Regions from separate parts of the Oryza sativa genome. Here region 1 is linked to region 2. Evidence: chromatin contacts called from public HiCAR-type data. All regions are on one chromosome and are shown on one strand. The core of a region is the stretch at or near the end of the contact, and the rest is flanking DNA. Distances in the headings are between cores, read along the strand shown.

Region 1 (6,497 bases), core at 1,881-4,380, 130 kb after region 2:
TATGATTTATCGGACGGAGTTTGTTACTACCTTGTTTATGGCTGGTGGACTCCATCTTGGTTTCAGTTTTGTTTATAGCTGATGGACTACATCTTCGATACCCAGTTAAAGTCGGCTAGCTACGTATACGCGACGGCCTAGCCTTTCCCGATTCAATCATAGCATATAGTCAGGCTTATGTTTTTTTATATAAAAACATCACAGTGCTTTAGCATATAGTCAGGCTTACGTTTTTACAGAAATATTACAGTGCATTTTTTTGGGAAATTATGTTGTGGAAACTGGAAAAGGCATTGGAAAAGAGCACAATAACAGTGGCATTGTGGTAAACGCTTAGGATGAATTTTCGTAATGATGGGGAATTGGAACATCTAACACCATGGTCAGCCACGACGAAAGAATTCACACAACATATGGCATACTATCTTAGATTCTGAATAGAATTTGTGGCACAAGGTCTAAACACAGGAGTTCAAAACTTAAATTTTTCATGAGATCCCAATAACAGTGGCTGGCACAATGTTTCATATTTAGGGACATCAAACATCATTGATCAAAATCTCAACTGATCACCACCAAAATGATCTACGCAGCAGCCTCCTTCTTAAGCTTAGCAAGCTCCTGTCTGATAGCGCCGCCACGCTGTTCATATGCCAATCAGAGTATTAGAGGGTGTATGAACAAAACCTTCAATAAAGGTACTATTCGAGAGTGTAGAGCGGAGTATCACCTTGATCTTCGCCAACATAACCTTGAACCTGTCAAAGTCGTTGAGGGATGCTCTCCTCTTCTGGACAATCAGTTTCTTACCCCATGAGCTGTTCTCCCACTTGTTCTTCACATCTGTAATCAGGATGGCATTCAATTAAAACTGCACTTAACAGTGGAAAAAAAGTTCATAGCCGAAGAATGGTTCATCACCAGCTTCCTCCATTGCCTTAATCAAGGTGGTCTTCTTAGGGACACGCTTGATGTCAATCTTAATGTCAGTCAGAGAAAGCCGCTTGAAGTTTATCTGGCAGCGGACCATATCAGGGGCATCCACAAGTGCCTGAAATCACAAAAAGCAAAGGCATATAGCACTTAAAATCTCAAAACATAAAGTAATAAATTTATAATGAGCAAGTCTAGAGATGAAGTGGAAACAGCTAGAATCAATGGAAAACTCATACTGTGGCATTGATTTAATTACTCATACTATGAGGTAACAAAGTTTATGTTGATACCACATAGAGAGGTCATATTGAGAAGTGACTAATAGTAGTTTCTGTGGGGACAGATAGTGGGCATATTAATTAAACATAATCAATCCATATTTTTATAGACCAATTTGTATACAGAATAAATTATAATCCAAATACGCAGCATAAAACTTCACAACGGAACATAAAAGCATCATCCTTACTAAAGGAAATCTTGCCAAGGGCAAGAACTAAAAAATTGCCATGTGAACTGATTTGAAATAATCTACCAATACCATGTATCATCACCAAATTAACATCAGAAAATCATTACAAACCACAATAAAACATTCCAGAAACCTTTGTGAGCTAAATTTCACAACATAAATCAAGCTGGAGCAAAAAGATATTGACACATGAGCTACTGTTTTAGTAGAACTGGTGGAAGGAAAACAATCCAAGCACACTTTTTCCATTCACAAGGTTCCGATTGTCGCTCAATAAAAAGGTCATCGTAGATGTTACTAGGAGGCAGTGCCCAAGGAAAAGAAGGGGATTTATGATCAAGCCTAACACCAAATTGCTAAAAAGATCCAAGCACGGCTAAAAAGAGCTAGCACATTGGGATATCCAATGCAAAACTGCCATTGGGATAGCCAATGCATGAGCTAGCACGGCTTCACGGTATCCTATATTACCAATCATTTCAACACACAATGCTAACCACCGAATGTAATAAGGAGCTAAAAGCATAAGGCTCGATCACTTAACAGATAAATCCTAAGTCCAGGCAAAGATTGCGCTCGAAACTATGCAGCCCAAGAGTAACTCAGGAACTGAACTCATATCCACACATCAGCACAGGCGTATCAGCAACAACCAGGGTGAGGGAGACAGATCTAACTCACCCTGTTCTGGTCGACGACATCGACAATGACGACGAGGCGGCCGTAGTCCTTGCCGTAGTTCACCAGGGCCACCCGCCCGATCTCCACGAACCTCTTGAACGGCTGCACAGCACAAGCACAGTAACAACGCGCGCATCAGCACATACCGACGAGACGACGGGCAAGATTTCGCGACAGCTCCCTACCATTTCCGCGGGGAGGAGGCGGCTGATGCTGCGGCGGCGGCGACGAAGCGGCGGCGAGACGAGGGGAGGGGAGGCGCGCAGTGCGGCTAGAGGAGAGGAGGGTTCAGATGTGGTGGGTCTATATAGCGGAGGGGGCGGATCTGCGTGAGCCGGTGGATCTCGTGGCGAGGGATTCCTGTCCGTCCGATTTAGGTTAGAGCTGTTGCGGAGGTTTTGTAGGGGTGGTGGACTGGGCCACGGCCCATGGGAGGGCTGAGTGGAGATTTTGGGCTTCTTTTGGACTCTCCATGCTGATTTCTGTTGGGCCTAAAGGTTGAAATGCTGAACCGGCCCGCAAGTACAGTGGAACAGAGTTGAAACAAGCAGAGTTTATTCGGATTCAGAGTTCAGAGTTCAGACTCAAAACTCAATCTTTCAGATCATCATTGAGCTCATGACCTCATGTTGCGTGCGAGGAACAGAGGAGACACCACCTTGCGGCATCTCTCTGGGGAACCTCCTCAAATTGGCTAGAGAACCGAGCCGATCGCGACGAGCGCTTTACACCTCGTCGCATCCCGCCCAAATTTGGCAGCTCTTCATCTCACCACAAATCCTCTGAAATCTTGTTGCTAAAACGTAGTACTCTGTAAATAGATAATACTGACTTTTGATGCAATCCAGGTGAGTGGTAATTGCATCCCTTCTGCTCTGGCGCTTCTCGAGCACCAGGTTTGCAGGGAAATATATATGGGCACACTTGCATCGCCTTTACTACGTCCATTAACACTTTCCAATTTGTTTAATTACCTGCTAACTTTGCTGCATCCCTCTCGATGGATATAAATACGCCTCTAGCTCTAACTTTTTCCAAGCCACCAAGAGAGAAAGGTACCGGCTTGATTGGCAGGTGTTGAGGCGATTCTTCTTCTTTGCTCAAGGAGAGATGGAGGTCGAGAAGAAGGCGACGACCGTGGAGGAGGTGAGAGGGGTGGAGGAGGAGACGAAGAAGGAGGAGGCGGCGGCTTCTGACGTGAGCCTGAAGGAGCTGTCCAAGAAGCTCGATGACTTCGCCAAGGAGAGGGACTGGGAGATGTACCATGCCCCGAGGAACCTTCTGCTTGCCATGGTTTGCTCTCGATCTTCTTGTTTGCTTTTCTTTTTTGAAACTTTTTTGTTTGCTATCACTGGAATTGCTAAGCTTTTTCCTCTGTTTTTCCTTCATTAGTTGCAGTCTTGAAAATCACACGGATCTAAAGAATTGCTAGTGTTTGTGGAAGTTGCACCCGCCCCATAACCAAAAGAAAATGGGTACTAGTAGTAGGAAGCAATAGGAAGATGAGTGATTAGTCATTAAGATTAGTATTATTTTGATTTGAAGCGTTTCATGAACAAGGGAGATTAATTGTGTTTCGTGTATAGTAACTGCGGAAAATTTTAGATGTCACACGATAATTTCATTGCCTTCCTGCACCCCCTAATTTCCTTACGATTATTTTGCTTTATGACTCAAGTGTGCACTATAATAGTATCAGGTCTCAGACAGTACCCCGCTGCTACTGCAGTTAGATACTTGATTAGTGCTGCAAGTCGCACTGTACTCGCTAGTCAGTATTCAGCATCTTTGGAACAATGCATGCACATGAACAACGTAGTGAACTAGATTGTATTCCTTTTGAATAGAATATTATAGCCTGTGGTAGACTATTTTAAAATTGATTCATTCTAAAACCATCATCGATTTGTTATCCCAGAGTATCATTGCATTGATTATTTTGTGTAGATTAGATTATCATAATAGAATGTGTTCTCTGTTTGAGTATTGACCAACCGTTCAAGATGATTGTTCTCTCCCATTAGCTGTTTGTTCAAAGTTGTGTTACTTAAGATTCTTGAGATCTATCAAAATTATTCCTTCCAGACAGCTAACTGTTTGTGGACGGCTCATCTTGTCCCTTCGAATCGACCCTCAATTTTTTACCCACAAATTTGACATATCACCATCTACCACACATATGTAACAAAGTCATGAAAAACCATCTAAAAATCACTGGTTTTGTTCCTTTTGAATTGCAAACCTCATACGTTCCCAAGGGCAAGAACTACTTTTAGTGGTCACTCTTAAGTTCGCCTATGTTCCTACCTGAAATTTATCTGTACTTTGATCTTGCATCTCATACTGTTTGCCTGAAAGATGATGTTGTTTGCTAATGGAACAAGAAATGACAAATATCTAAAGCTGCTCATAACCCATGGACGGGGTGCTGCTTTCATGCCACGTGTTTAACCTACCCCCTTGTGGAACAGATTTCCTATGTCCTTGTCAGAACGACTCAAAATGCTGGAGTCTGACGTGTCAATGCCGGTCCAGCCTGCCTAGTGAGTAGTGAATGATCACCATCGACTCTGACTGAATTTTCTGAAGCAGCACTGCCATTCACCCGTCATCTTTTCGAGCCTGTCCTTTTCCGAAAAGAAACATGTCCCTGAAGAAGTCTGATTAAGCATGCAATTTACTACTACTTCGCATCGACATACCAGCAATGAGATGCCCTCCACTGCTCGTACTGGATTCTAAAAGGAGAAGAAATGCTTAGGCAGACGTCGTGATCGGTGATGTTTGATAGCCTAACATTCCGTTCCAGATTCCATGTAAAAGGCATGTGAACGATTTTCTTTGGCTGAAAAATGCATTCGGCGTTGCGCCGTTTTGTCATCTGAAGAGAGAAAAGGAAAAAAAAAAGATGCAGACATGAGACATGAAGAGCCTTTTCTCTTCATGTCATGCTCTGATTTCGTCTGACAGTATCGTTTGTTGACAGATCGCTGAGGTCGGGGAGCTGTCGGAGCTGTTCATGTGGAAAGGGGAGGTGGCCAAGGGCCTGCCCGGGTGGAAGGAGTCGGAGAAGGAGCACCTCGGCGAGGAGCTCTCCGACGTGCTGCTCTACCTGATCCGGCTCTCCGACATGTGCGGCGTCGACCTCGGCGACGCCGCCACCAGGAAGATCGTCAAGAACGCCGTCAAGTACCCAGCGCCGTCGAAGAGCACTTGAATGAACTGAATTCTGGTACCTGCATGAACTGATTCTGCAACTCTACGAGTGTTTATCTTCGCGAGAGAAGCTCAGAAGATATGTTTTTGTTGTGTACTGTTTTCTTTTCTTTCTTTCAAAAAAGTGAGGGGTGTGTTGAAAGTATCGGTTCTTGTCTACAGACATTATAGCTTGATATATTCTCTTCTGGTTTTCCTGTTCGTCGCTTTTGGATGTTTTGTAGTTTGGAAAGGGTGGACCTTGATAGTTCTGAATAACCCCATTGGTAGTGTAACTAACCATTTATGAAAGGGATAAGTCCATTTACACCCCTGAACTTATCAGTTTGTCTAAAACACACCCCTTATCTCTACAACCGGACATTTGACCCCCTCCAACTGTTAATACCGTGCAGAAGATCCCCCTGAGCGGTTTTCTGCCTGGTTTTTACACACTATGATGCCACATTGGATGCCAGCTGTATAGATTAGCGGGCCCCACATGTCAGTCCGGTCCTTCTTCTTCCTCCTCCCCTTTCTCCCCCACACACTCTCTCTCTTCCCTCCGGCATGGTTCACTGCGACGGCCCCACCTCGTCCCCGATGAAGCTGCAGATCAGACGCAGTGGTGGCGGCAGTACAGGCGGCCAGGCGGCGTGCTCCGGTGAAGGCGACGTCGTGGGAAACAAGCAGCTCTGAGTGGAGCGAAGACATCGGAGACGCACTCGCGGGGAGGAGCTCGAGCGCCATGACTACCGCGAGGTGGCGCACCCATCCGCCGAGCTTGGCGGAAGCGAGCTCGAGACCTCGTGAGCTCCACTCGGCGAGCAGCCGGCTCGCCTTCATGAGACTACGCGGTCAGCCCGACCGGCGTCCGAGAGCTAGTTCCGCCGTCGCCGGCTGCCTCGCTCCTCCTCTGCGATCTCTGCATCCATTGCTGCAGCCTGCAGACCAGCACATTCTCTGGCTCAGCCGAATACTACTGCTCCGCTGCTCGTGCTGATCCGAGTACTGCTCCTGCTCGTGCTCGTGCTCGTGCTGGTCCACCGTCGCCTCCTCGGAGACGTGGAAGCCGAAAAGCTGAGCCTGGGGCTTGTCATGCTCATGACTACAAAGATGAGTAGCTAGCAGCACACAGTACTAGCTTGCCACTGAATCACTGATGATACTAACTTGCGACAAGAGACAGTTCGAAGTCCAAAAGTCTGATTGC
Region 2 (6,658 bases), core at 3,748-6,247:
CTGCTCCATTTCTGTTTCCCGATTCTGGAGTTCCTTGAAATGATGTCTTTGCAACTGAACAGAAGAAATATTTTACCAGCGTAATCAGCATTCGACCTTATACAACTATCAGTGCGAAGTATTTTGTTTCCGATGTAGATATTCTGTGAATTTAGGGGGCAAATAACTGGCAGAGTATGTACCAGGAATATCAGCTTGAGCCTCCTGCTGAGTGACCATGCTGCTGACTGTAGAGCTTAGGCTCCTGTGGATGTTCACTATTGCCTCGAGGTGAGAGGCAGGCCTTAGGTCTGCAAGCCATGTTAAGGTCAGATAAAGAATCAAAGCATTGGTCTGATGCTTGTAACATTTCAGTCTGGCATGATGTCACCTTGAGAACGATAAGCTGATTTGCAAATCGCGCAGCTGTAACCGTCCATGGTCCGTGTAGTAGCACACTTGCTGAAAGGATTCAACAAATTAGTCACAAGACCAGATGCGTAGATCAAAATACAATTCATATCAGTTCAGGTATTTGTAAATAACCTGCAGGAAGTGTGGTAACATGGCAGCATGGTAGGCGCGTTGAGCAACTTCAGGCTGCCGAGCAAAAGACAATGCCATGAGAAGACCGGAAATATCAGCAATCAAAATATTTTCATTTGACGTCTTATTATGGTAAACAAGTTCAGATCCGGCAGTATTACGCAGATCTAAACTAACACCAACCTAGCTAGCCTGATTGATTGCCCAGGATCTGTTCTTTCATCTGGATCCAAAGGAGAGGGAGCTCAAGAGAAGAGAAGGCGCGTACCAGACGGGGCAGGTGAGCTCCAGCTCCATCTTCTGCAGGTTGAGCACCAGCGGGTTCAGGAACCTCCTGAAGCTCTCCATCCCTGCACGGCCGCACGGTCTCGCTCTCGCTCTCGCTCTCTCTCAAAGGATTGAAGAACCTGTGTGCGGACTGCGGAGACGGTGGCTTGTGGGCACTGCTAATTAAGCTAGCTCCGGAGCCACTGAAATACGCGTGGCCACGCTCGAAAATTGGAGGGAAGGGGTGGCGGCGGCTGGAAAAAAAATGTTTGGATGCCGCCGCGTGCGGGCGCGGGTCTGAACCGGCGTGCCATCGGCGGGAAGAAGAAAATTTTTCGGGGTTTTCCCCCGCGGCGCGAGGGTGGACTGGTTTTGGATGGGGAAAGCGATTGCCTGTTTCGAGCGCCGCGCGCGCGCGCGGGCGGGCGGGACTGCGGGAGAGAGGCGCGCAGGCGCGCGCCCCCAACCGGCGCCGCGCACGTCGCGGGCTCGCGGCTTTAGGGTGAAGACTGAAGACCTTAGACCTAGCAGCCGGCTAAAGCGGGGGTGGTGAGGCAGGCCGGGCCGGGCCGCGGAGGAGAGCGAGTTGGAGAAGCACGGGCCGGAGGCTAAAGCTTGGCCCGCGAGGTGCGCGTCGGCCTCTTGGGGTGGCCTTCTTTAGTGTCAGTCGGCGACGTGCTCGTGCGGCCACGTGTTCGCGAAGTCCGAGATGTGCCCGGCATGCGTGCGTGCGTGCGTGCGTGGCTGCGTGCCGAGAGCCCGAGAGACGGGATCAGGTCATGGGCGGACGACCGACCGATGGAAGCGGACCGGCCGTATCAATCACTTGCCTGGTTTTCATCGCCTGTCGTATTGGCAGAATTGAACCGCTCTCAAGTGACAACAACCACCAAGACACCAAAGCTGATCTGTCTAGGGTGTTAAGTTGTTTGGGCGTAAAATTTTTTAGCTATACAAACACATATTAAATACATATTTAAAGTATTAAATGTAGGCTAATAATAAAATAAATTACATATTCCGCATGTAAACTGCGAGACGAATTTATTAAGTCTAATTAATCTGTCATTAGCAAATGTTTACTGTAGCATCACATTGTTAAATCATGGCGTAATTATGCTCAAAATATTCGTCTCGCAATTTACATGCAAACTGTGTAATTGATTTTTTTTCCCATATTTAATGCCCTATGCATGTGTCCAAATATCTGATGTGATGTTTTTGGCTAAAATTTTTGGATCTGAACGAGGCCCTAGACTTGATAAGTAGTGTTTTCAGTTTTCACGAGTTAAGGGTCGCTTGAAACATACAAAGGGAAAACGGAGTAATAAAAAAAAGAAACATATGATTCTGGTAGTAAAGCAAGTGCAAAATAGAGAAGTATAAGACACATAAATGATTGTTTGATTGGATCATATGAATCGAATGAAAAATATAGATTTAGGGGGTGTTTAGATTCAAGGGTGTAAAGTTTTGACGTGTCACATCGGATATTATATATGATGTCGCATGGGGGTGTTCGGGCACTAATAAAAAAACTAATTGCATAATCCGTCAGTAAACCGCGAGACGAATTTATTAAGCCTAATTAATCCATCATTAGTAAGTGTTTACTGTAGCACCATATTGTCAAATCATGGAGCAATTAGGCTTAAAAGATTCGTCTCGCACATAAATCACAATATGTGCAATTAGTTATTTTTAGCCTATATTTAATACTTCACGTGGTGTTCAAACGTTCGATGTGACAGGGTGTAAAGGTTTTTTATGGGATCTAAACAGGGCCTTAAAGGAAAATTTTTTAAGATGTTGAAGCTTTGGTTAAATTTTCTTCAAAATCTATGATAGTATATCATTCAATCATTTGTTTTAATATGATTGTTTTTCCCCTAAATCAAGTTTTTCCTCCAAATGAAATACTCAGAACCTAAGGCTGACTTTTCTCCGAATCAAAGGGCCCTAAGGTTGGAGCGTCGGATGCAGACCCTGTGGGAGCGTCGAATCAAACATATTTTATTTTACAAGCTATACAAAGTAAAAATTAAACCCAGATTTTTTTCGTGTAGGCATTTTCGTCTAAACTTTCGCAATGTAAATTTGGTGAAAATGATCTCAGAAATGCTTCGATGTTGTAAACAAAGCCGAGGAATGCTTTGCTTTCCAAGTAAATCACACGCATCTCCTTTCTCGTCTTCCCTTAACACGGCTACGCTATCTTGCGCGTTGCTTACCCCCATCCAATTCCCCCGGTTGCTTGGACATTTGACATTGCCCTCCGCAGGCCATTGACCAAAACCGAGAGACGAGATGAACGAACAGTTCAGACAATTACCCAACCAACAATGATCCCCGATTTATTTAAATGCAATTAAAACTGGCAGGAATGGACCAGGCAGGTGCAGGAATCGAACCACTTGGAACAATGCTAGCCAATCAATCAAATGGAAACAGCAAACACCAACTAATCTTGCTCTGGAAAACAATACGGGAGGAGCTGCCCCTACGCCCTTTCCATTGCCTGATTGCCCGAATAAATAATCAGAGGAAGATCAGAAATAAATTACTCGCAGAGAGCTTCAGATCAGAATAATACGTAGTGCGTGCGTGCGTCCTTTTCGTGAATCACCTCCTCTGCAATCGCGTCGTCCAAAGCATGCTTCAACCGTGTACACCGTCAGCCATGGAGGACACCGAACAATTCTCCAATAATTCGTCTGGTTGTGGTCTGGAAACACATGCGTTTTTAGGATGTGTTCAGTTCAGCGTAAAGTTTAGATTTTAGTTAAAATTGAAAATGATGTGACTAAAAAGTTGTGTATGTATGACAAGTTGATGTGATGAAAAAGGACTGAAGTTTGCGTCAAACTTTAGATCTAAAAACAGCATCAGGCCACCAGGGCACATGGAACGATGATGGATGGGGGAGGAGCAACTCCCACCAGGCCACCACTAACCGCTTGCACGGCGCCATGCTCGTTGGGCACATCCCCCACGTCTCGCGCGCCACCGCCTCTACGCGTCTCTTCATGCGAATAGCCGCCGTCTCATCCATGGAACACAGGCCGAGGAAACCGATAGGCGAGGGCGGCGGCGCTCGGTAGCACGCGAAATCCACCCATCAACGCGAATCAACAGTTATATAAAAAAATTGCGATTCACCGTCCCGGGTGCGTGCACACGCTCGCCGTTCTACTAGTACTTGACAAATGACAACCACCAAACATTGCACGCACATGATATACAGGTAGCGAACTAGTAGTAGTACTAACAAGAAATCGCGCTTTCTATAGAAAGCTGGACCATTCTGGTCATTGGTTTTGAATAACAACAATAATTTCATCGAATAAAGCTGCTAGTACACCAACGTTTTTTTTTTCTTTTTCTCTCCTAGATCTAAAATCTAAACAGGAGGAGCAGGCAAAGAGGAGGAGAAAACGAAGAAACCGGTTTGATGATGTGTCGGTTCTCCCCGGTGAAAAGGGGGAAAACCACCTGGGGTTGTGATGTCTGGTCGCCGGCACGTCACTCCTTTATCTGGAGCCAGCGGCCGAGCTGCGTCGGGTTGACGACGCCGGGGACGCGGGCCCCGCTCGCCATGAGGAGCCACGACACCTCGGCGTACCTCCTCCGCTTGGCGGCGTCGGGCTCCGGCTCGGGCACGGGCTCGCCGGGATGCAAGGCGGCGGCTTGGCTCGGCTTCGTCGGCTCGACCCGGCGGCCCTGGAGCGTGCCGCGGGTCAGGAACTCGTGCGCCAGGTGACCGGCTAGGAGCTTGTTGTTGGGGACCGGCCCCGGAGCCGGCTTATTAGTACCCGGCTCGGCTAGAGCTTTATTAGCCGGAGCCTGAGCCAGGAGCTCCCGCTCCTTGCGCTTGCCGACCGCGACACGTGCCGCCTCCAGCTTCTCGCTGAGCGACATATCGACGGCTGAGGGTCGTTCGCCACGTGCCACGTCAGCACGAGTCAGAGCCGTCAAAGAAAGAGAGGAATTCAGAAAAAAAAAAAAGGTTTCGATGGGAGAAAAGGAAAAAGAGAAGGGCGATGTGTTCTGCAAAAAGGGTAGAAAAAAAAGGGAAGGAGATGTACAAAGGTGGGGCCCACCAGGGGCAAAATCGTAACTTCACAGGCCAGGGGCCAGCAAAGCAGATGGAGGGGGGGAGAGACAGCAGAGAAGAGAGAGAGGGAAGGTGGAAAAAAAATTTGTGGTAGAAGGGAAGGGGTCTGTGGGATGCCGGCTCATATTTATATCGGAGAGATTTAGAGAGAGGACTCAAGGTTCGGAAGAATTACAAGGGATGCCATCCTCGCTAGAGTCTAGTTGCCACAAAATCTAGAGGATAATGAGGTAATTGCGCGTCATGGTGGGATGTGGGTTCTGTGGCGTGGAGTGGGGCCAGGGGAAACTGCCACTGCCGTGTACCCGGTTGTTATGACGCTGGGTCCCGTCCGATGGGCCCACCCGTCAGTGGAGCGGGGGAAATCTTTTGGGTAGGTTTTTGTTTCCCGCCTCAGGTGTCTGGGACGTGGGACCGGACCTGGCTTTATTAGTTGCAGTTTGTTTGGGAAGCCCAAAATCCTCCGTATTTCTGTAGATGGCCAGATAATTGAGTTTTAAAATCTTTGCTTATTTGTAGGATGGATCGAGAATTAAAGTCCTTCTAATTGAGACATCGATGATAATATAAGTTTTATCTGTTTTCTAAAATAAGATTGGTTACTTAAGTTGTTTAACACCAAGACTGGTGTCGGAAGCACCGTCTTCTCTAAGACACTCCTCCCGACGGCTCCAACAGTGATAATATCTATGATACTTATTAGGGGTGACAATTTTCTTGTTGGGGTTGAGTGGAAATTCCAGCTCGCGGATGACCCGGTGGGCTCCGAAGATATGAGGTAGAACCTTGAAGCCTATTTGGCCTTTTTAAATAGAGGTATATGAAGTAAACCATAATTTCTCCACTTCCCATCTCCCCCCCCTCCCCCTCTCCTCCAACCTCATTCTTTGTTTTCTCCGTTGAGACCTCGACACAGGCTCTCGAGCGGGGCTTGGGCTCGGTACGTTGTGTCCTCCTTGAGACCTCGACACCAGAAGCCCACAGCCACCTCTCCCCGTCCTCCTGAATTCCTGAGTCCCTCCTGCTTCTCTGAGTACCACGCTGCCTCCTCCTCCTACGCTGACTTCAGATGCATGGGTACGATGTGGGGCTTTCTACCTTGTTAGTGCAGCGGTATCCAGTGTTCTACAAACTAGAGGATGCCCAGCGCGTTGCTGCAGGACTTTGTTAACATCAATTTGTTAGATAAGAGGTATAATCTCAAAAAGAAACAAAATAAACAAATAGGTTTCTTGAAGAAATTCTTTTTAGCAGCCCTATCAAAAATTTGTACATAATTTAGATAGCACATGTCAAGTGAAGGAATGTTCAGCCATAAAGCTCTTTTATATGGATTGACAGGCTGGATGCATATAGATGTGTGTGGAGATATGCCCATGTGGGTTACATTTGGCACTGAAGAAGCTAAGAGACTCACCGGGGTGGTGACTGATGGGTTGGGCTCTATGCTGCATTATATCTAATGTCTGAGAAGCAATCTAATATATTTATCCAACGGTTCACAATTTGATGATGACGTGGAAGCACGAGGTTTAAACTTTTGGCCTTAACTTTATAGAAAGAAGGGATGTGCTTAGTCCTAATTCTCACCGTTTTTAACCACTTCTTTTTGACAGGATGTTAAATCCGGCATGCAACCAGTGAGGAACGAGGATATTCTAGACTCCAATACATCTCTCATGGATGGGTCCTGTGCTATTTGCCAATGCAATAGCCTAGGATTTAATTCTGTGATTTGTACATTATCATTCA

Evidence for each region. HiCAR-type assays count read pairs that join an accessible place to other places.
Region 1: a contact with region 2 is called in a HiCAR-type map of leaf, with 2.4 times the contacts expected there. The contact joins the promoter of LOC4336398 here to the promoter of LOC4336385 in region 2. A contact is called at or near these places in 2 of 15 Hi-C or Micro-C datasets (leaf and seedling) and 1 of 4 datasets of contacts at active chromatin or transcription factors (leaf).

The regions. Positions count from the first base shown.
Region 1 is chr4:26,251,976-26,258,472 of ASM3414082v1, forward strand. LOC4336398 reads left to right here and starts at 3,131. Exons shown (of 2, transcript XM_015781360.3): 1 at 3,131-3,382; 2 at 5,076-5,506. The coding sequence starts at 3,200. The coding sequence ends at 5,306. LOC4336397 (large ribosomal subunit protein eL14z) reads right to left here and starts at 2,459. Exons shown (of 5, transcript XM_015781361.3): 1 at 2,275-2,459; 2 at 2,090-2,191; 3 at 922-1,051; 4 at 731-843; 5 at 402-642. The coding sequence starts at 2,277. The coding sequence ends at 586.
Region 2 is chr4:26,115,409-26,122,066 of ASM3414082v1, forward strand. LOC4336385 reads right to left here and starts at 4,998. Exons shown (of 1, transcript XM_015778804.3): 1 at 4,007-4,998. The coding sequence starts at 4,710. The coding sequence ends at 4,315. LOC4336384 (BRCA1-associated RING domain protein 1) reads right to left here and starts at 970. Exons shown (of 15, transcript XM_015778573.3): 1 at 794-970; 2 at 526-579; 3 at 371-441; 4 at 183-290; 5 at 1-54. The coding sequence starts at 873.